Linked DNA regions of Ovis aries: region 2 is linked to region 1. Evidence: chromatin contacts called from public Hi-C data. All regions are on one chromosome and are shown on one strand. The core of a region is the stretch at or near the end of the contact, and the rest is flanking DNA. Distances in the headings are between cores, read along the strand shown. Region 1 overlaps RORA (RAR related orphan receptor A). Region 2 overlaps RORA (RAR related orphan receptor A).

Region 1 (3,380 bases), core at 40-2,539:
AAATCAGTTGTGATCTTTGCAAACAATCAGCTGGCTAACAAGCATTTATCCAGCACATATGATGTGTGCACCCTGGAGAAACTTCAGAAGTAGAAGGTGCCTACTTAAGGTACAGGCTTAAGACCTGGTTGGAAAAAAGTGACCACTCAATGAGAAATTCAACAGTACGTGGTGCCAGCGTGGTACATAGGTTCAGGCTCTGGCCTGTGAATCAGTAGATCCGAGTTCTGCCCCTGACTCAGACACTTACAAGTGTTACCACCTTCAATCTGGTCATTATCTAGCACGGGCAATAACTACTGGATCACTCAAGAGTAATTGCCTGGGAATAAATCACCAACTCTGGACCTACAGATCCTCCTCTCGACCTCAGAAGAGTTTGAATGGTTTATAATGATGGTGGTAATATTTATAGCTCCATTTAGTAAGGTCTAACTTTGTGCTCATGAGAAAAAAAAAAGTTAAAGTGCTATGTACTTTTCAGGAATTAACTCATATTTCCTAAAGGAGACTTAACTTGGAGAAAGTTTCTGTTATTCCCATTTTATATATGAGAAAGCTGAGATATAGGCTAAGTAACTTGCCCCAAAGGACTGATGCAGAGCTGGGATTCAGTAGCTACTCTTTTAGCCTGTAAAGCTTGGGGTCTAAATGCCCTGCAGCCCATCACAGCTGGCACATTCTTTAGTTGTGGGAGACTTCCCAATCATTCAAAGATTACTTGGGGAACTGGAGAAGAGTGAAGTCTGATAAAGGAAACCATGTTGCCATAAAACACGGGCCAGGTATTAGTCAAGCTTCAAAGAGGAGAAAGACCATCATCTGTCCCTCGGAGAATTCAGACTTAACTACGTCAGGATACCAGGATATCAGCATCCTGATCTGTCCATGCTGGTATCTCAGTTTGCATTCATGGGCCACTAGCCATTCAGCAAGCAAGTCACACACCAGCAAGGGACTTCGAGGCTGCTGCATGACAACAATCTCACCTTTGCAACCTTTTCCTTTTACATCCATCTCAGCCACAGGTGGGGGAGCTATGAATTTCACTTCAGCCATCATGTGTGGTGAGGACACACACACGCACAGAGATCGTCACCCACAAAGTCTTCACTTTGAGACAAGGGTGGGTTCGGCTTCCTCTGCTTACACAACCCATGCCGCCTGAGGACACTTGGGTTTAGATGGCGTGTTGGCCGCAAGCTGTTTCATTATGTGTTGCCTGGTCCCCTCGGCTTCCTGTGCCTTCTCTTGAACAGATAGTTCATCTCCTTATCTCAGAGAGTTGTTTCCCCAAGTGTAGCCCCAGAGTCAGTAGCTTTGATACCATCGAGGCAAGAAGTATTAAACCACCTTTTGTGTAATTGTTTTAGTCGTATTTTTTTCATATCTGCTTCATGAAAAGATGATGTGGTTAGATTTGAGCTAGGCCTTGCCGAGGATATCGTGTGTGCTTGGGGTTACCCACATCATCATGTGACTCACCTTCTTCTGCAGCCTGGTGATCTTATCTTCTTTTCTGCACTTTGCCACCAAGCACCAGCTTCTCTCAGCTTCTGTGTGTGTGTGTGTGTGTGTGTGTGTGTTTGTACGCACATGTGCATTCATGCGTGCATGTATATATGCTCGTGGCAGCAACTTGTAAAATGATACTTCACCATTCCTTTATAATAAGGCTTTTACTGGACTTGTAGTGGAGGGGGCGGGCTGGGGGGGCGGGGAAAGAAACCTTTATTGGCTTTTCCACTTAGGAATTTGAAGCAAATTTTTGCTTAGGCAGACACATTTCTATTTAATTTAAATTGGTGATTCTGCTGTTCCTTCTATGTGCTAGGAACTGAACTGGCTACTTAAGGTACAAAAATACATATGACTGTCCTTGCAAGATCATCTATGTAACTACGGAAAGAGAATGCGTTATCAAACAGCTAGAACTCGACCCAGCAGAGGCCAGGGAGGTGTCAAGAATGGCATCGTGAGGGAAGACAATTGAGGGGAGCTAGGGGGAAAGGACCAGGGATCTCTATGAGAAGGAGTGGGGGGATTCACCCAGTGGCCCTGTGAGGACGCCCCTCTCTCCATCTCCCTGGGGCTGAACAGCAGGTGGTGGGAGTCAGAACCCCATCTCCTGCCTGAGTGATCCTTGGGTTTGAAAATTTGGGGAGCACACCCTAGGAATGGAGCTTCCTAAAAGAAGCAGGAAATGAACAAAGAGGGCGGAGTGAAAAGGAGGTGGCAGCCCTAGGACTGTGTAGAGGACAGCGTACAGGAGAGGCTGAACCTAGCAGAAGGGCCATGGTGAGAGGTGGTTATGAGCGTGAGCTTTAATATCATTAAGTGTGTGCTAAGTTGCTTCAGTCGTGTCCAACTTTTTGAAACCCCAGGAACTGTAGACCCTAAGGCTCCTCTGTCCATGGTTTTCTCCAGGCAGGAATCCTGGAGAGGGTTGCCATACCCTCATCCAAGGGATCTTCCCAACCCAGGAATTGAACCTGCATCTCTTATGTCTCCTGCACTGGCAGGCAAGTTCTTTACCATTAGCACCACCTGGGAAGCCCCTTTAGTATCATAAGACCTGGGTTGAAATACTGAAGCCGCCACTGACTAAACGTACAGCCTTCTCTAGTTCCTTCTTCTCTGCCGGCCTCATTCTCTCGTCTGCGAAGTGAACATAAGAGGGCTTCATAGGACTCTCCTGAGAACTAACTCAGATGAAGTGCTTAATGCTGTTTCAGGAGTATAGAAGTGTCCCATAAACGGAAGGTTGAAAAACAACAGCAACAACAAAACCTCTTATTTTTAGTGCCTAGAAAACTAAGTTGAGGCCAGAATGTAGAGGCTCCTGTCTGCCAAGAGAAGGAATTTGAACACTGTCCTGCAGCCCGTGGGTAGCTAGTGAAGGTCCTCCAGCAGGGAACGGCATTAAAAGAAGCTGGTGCTGGGGGAACTCTCCACTTGTCGTCAGTGGGGGGTGGATTGGAAGAAGGAAGGAATGTTGGTGAGGAGGCTCTGCCAGTGTCCAAGCACCGTGGATGAGGGCCCAGGGAGGTGGTAGGGGGAATGGAATGGAAAAAGCAGAAACAAGCACTTTAAAAAGGAAGATGAAATGTGGGAAGGAGGTTCAAGAAGGAGAGGACATATGTGTACCTGCGGCTGATTCATGCTGTTGTAAGGCAGAAGCCAACACAACGTTGTTAAACAATCTTGTTGTTTTTCAGGCACTAAGTCATGTCCGACTCTTTCCTACCCCAGTGAACTGCAGCACTGAGCCTTCCTTGTCCTTCACTCTCTCCTAGAGTTTGCTCAAACTCATGTCTATTGAGTCAGTGATGCCATCCAGCCATCTCATCCTCTGTCACCCCCTTCTCCTCTTGTCCTCA
Region 2 (3,130 bases), core at 571-3,070, 290 kb after region 1:
CTTGAATATGAAAATTATTTTTATATCAAGTGTAGCTGCCTCTTTTGTACTTTTAATCCTTTGATTCTATGCTGATTCTTTCTTTGGGGGTAATACACAACACATTTAATCCATCTTTCATATGAAAGAAAGATTATCAGTTATTTGAAGTCTGAGTATGAAACACACCCACACTACATTCTCAGTCTGCTTTCCCTCTCCATTCTATTCAGTCAGCCTTCCAGCATCCTTGGTTAGCTTCTTCCTCAAATACATTTCAGTTTGTCTAGAATTTCTTAACATTTTTATACCAAGTTTTTGTACCACAACCCTAGTCCTAGTTGTGATATCACTGACTCAGCACTTAACCCACTAGATAGTAAAGAGTAAAGATTTTAAATTTTGTTTTAATTTCTTTGAGATACATGACCTAGGCTGTATCTCTTGACCATGTCATGAATGGCCTTTGTGATGCCACTGTAATTTTTGGAAGTGGACTTTTGACCTACTTAGAAATACTTTTACATGAACTGAAGTTGATATTAAATATCCAAGAAAATCAAGGATATTGAAAAAATAAAGGAACATTTGGAGCATTTCTGAGGTGTTTTTCTCCAGTGTCAAGAGCTGAGATAAGGCTGCCCTCTAGTGGGTACTTTCCCTTGGAACGCTGAAAGCGGTAATGGTGCCAATGAATTTCCCATCAGGCTAGTGGAGAAGGTCAAAGGTTGAAGGTATTTTCTCGATTGCTGTGGGGCATTCTACATCAGATTCAAAAGTGTAATTTATTGTTGTGCATGGGTAATAGGAATGTATCTGTAGTACAGATAATAAAATTTTAAAGTTTTCTTGAAGAAAGTAAGGGTATATTTTTAAACAACTTTAGATGAAAGATGATTTATAAAATTTCATTTGGCTCCATGTTAACTGTAAATATTTAAGTGATATTTGGTTTGTGAGTAAACAATTATTATGACTTCCGTGGTAATCCTTTTTTTTAAAAAAAAAGAAAAGAATTTCAAACTTAATTCTATTCCCCAACCATTAAATATTTTTTAAAAATAGAGATTGTCAGTCATCTTGATCAGAGAAATCCAACATTTTCCTTTTTTAAATCTAAAGCTTTGGGAGTTTTTTGTTTGTTTTCAAAAAAGGGAGACACTTAGAAGTAAACTACTGTAGCTGTTTTTGGCAATAAAGCAGTTTATCAGTGGATGCACATCTATTAACCTGTTTTGTTTCTGAAGATTTAGTGCTATAGCATCCTGCTCACCTAAGTATACACAATTTGCCAAAGAAATTGAGCAATTTATTACACAGGTGTATATAACATTATATCACATATGCTTTAAAACACTGCACGAAGTAGAGGTAAGCATTCATTTGTGTCATTTTTAGGATAAATAATGCAAATGAAATGTGTGCTTAGATTTCTGTGGTCTGTTGAGTGTGAAACAGTTATGAAACAATCCGGTTTCTGTATCGGAATCAAAGAAATAAGTATTGATTTTTCTATTTCCTTAAATATCATTTGTCACTGGTGCTATGGGAAGAGGGGAGAATGCAAGTTTACGTGAATTTTGCATTGCTCAAGTAGTCGAGGTTTCTGAGTTGAGCCGTGATAACCAGAGTGATCACAAAGATAATCACCAGGATTTTAAAGGATGACAGTGCTGGCTTGTTCCTACCGGAAAGATGAAATTTCATCTTTACATGAAACAGAAGGAAGGGAATTAAAAAAAAAAAAAGCCAGGAAAACATACTGTTTAAACTTTTTCATCATAGAAATAAGGTAGTGGTTCAGAAGTGAAGACTTGTGGTTAAGTCTCAGATCAGTCTCAAAGCAGACCGTTTTTCAAACTGCGCCACCCAGAAGTGTGATTCTTTCACCACATGAGAAATATCCTCTTTTTCACAGAATGTTATTTTCATTTTTCAGTCATTGGGTTTTTTTATTTTTATCTTTTCTTTATCTCATGTCATATCTTCAGTAGAACTCTGGATATAAATAACAAACTGAATTTGTCTCAGCAAATATTTATGAAGTGCCTACTGTGTGCTGCGTTATTCAGGTGCCACCCGTGTGATTTCATAATAGAACAAAGATACCTCCCTCCCCATCTTAAGCCATGAATCAGCATTTAAAGACATGTACTGAGAAACTGGCAGCCATGCTTAACCAGGGAAAGCTGCTCTAAGACTACTGAGCTTATAGGTTTGTAGTTTCTGAGCTCCACGCCATTTATAACAAAGACTTTGCAACATGCAATGAAACATTAATGTAATTGGATAAAGTTAGTCCTTCAGTTTACATGTGAACATGATTTCCTTCCAAATAAGCCACAGAGTAGCTCTAAAATCCTGCCCAAGCAGTGGCTCTGAAACTTTTGAGAGCAACCCATAACCCGGAGAGTTACAAAGGTAAATTCCTGGGGAGACCCTGATTGCGTCAGCCTGGTCTCAGCCGGGAAGGTGAGTATTTAAAAGGTGTCTCAGGTGTTGCCAATTCAGATGGTTTTCGTTCTCTCTGCAAAACTTCCCTCTTGCTATCAGAGCGCAGTTGGGCAGTGGAGTCCTCCAACCCTTCAGTGGTTCTCAAATATCATCAATCTTCACAGTTAGCTGAGAAACATTTAAAAAATAAATGCCCAGTCTCCATCACTACCTGCTTGCTTCTGATTCTGATGGTCTGGGCTGAGGCCAAGGAATTTGAACTTGTAAAAGCTCCCCTTGGGGACTGAGGAGCTCACATGTTTGAAAACTGCTGCTCTGGTCTCACCCTCTCCTCGTCCTTGTGAGGTAAGGATACTTAGAATGTCAGGGTTATTAAGGTAAGCAGACACTTTCTTTCTGAGGCCACTGAAGTCTCCTTTCAAAGTGGAAGAGGTGCCCACTATGAGTAATTTCTGCCGTAGTGTGCATGTTATTGACACATTTCAGATAGTTTATTTCTGGCTTTTCTATCAACTAGTGGGCAGGAACAAGTGGTCAGACTCCCAGTCTGTTACCTGAAATGGCCCAAACGGGAGAGGACCATATTCCTCTTCTGCAGAAATCTTGCTCAGGGTTTCTATCAGAAAGAGGAAACCAGTTTCTCTGGCTTTCTAGCCCTCAGTGAGCCACCGGGCTGGGTCCCACCAGCATGGTGACC

What was found. Hi-C and Micro-C count contacts between places; a contact is called where the count stands out from the background.
Region 2: a Hi-C map of blood shows a contact between it and region 1, with 2.9 times the contacts expected there. The contact joins two enhancer-like sites. A contact is called at or near these places in 2 of 16 Hi-C or Micro-C datasets (both in blood).

Annotation. Positions count from the first base shown.
Region 1 is chr7:47,495,767-47,499,146 of ARS-UI_Ramb_v3.0, forward strand. The region is part of intron 2 of RORA (RAR related orphan receptor A); the gene reads left to right. Among named protein-coding and RNA genes, the nearest start is that of ICE2, 390 kb to the right of the region's middle. Within about 2 kb of position 1,290, at least 4 of the 54 cell types and tissues checked have an H3K27ac peak or open chromatin away from gene starts, as enhancers often do.
Region 2 is chr7:47,781,546-47,784,675 of ARS-UI_Ramb_v3.0, forward strand. All of the region lies in intron 3 of RORA (RAR related orphan receptor A), which reads left to right. Among named protein-coding and RNA genes, the nearest start is that of ICE2, 110 kb to the right of the region's middle. Within about 2 kb of position 1,821, at least 2 of the 54 cell types and tissues checked have an H3K27ac peak or open chromatin away from gene starts, as enhancers often do.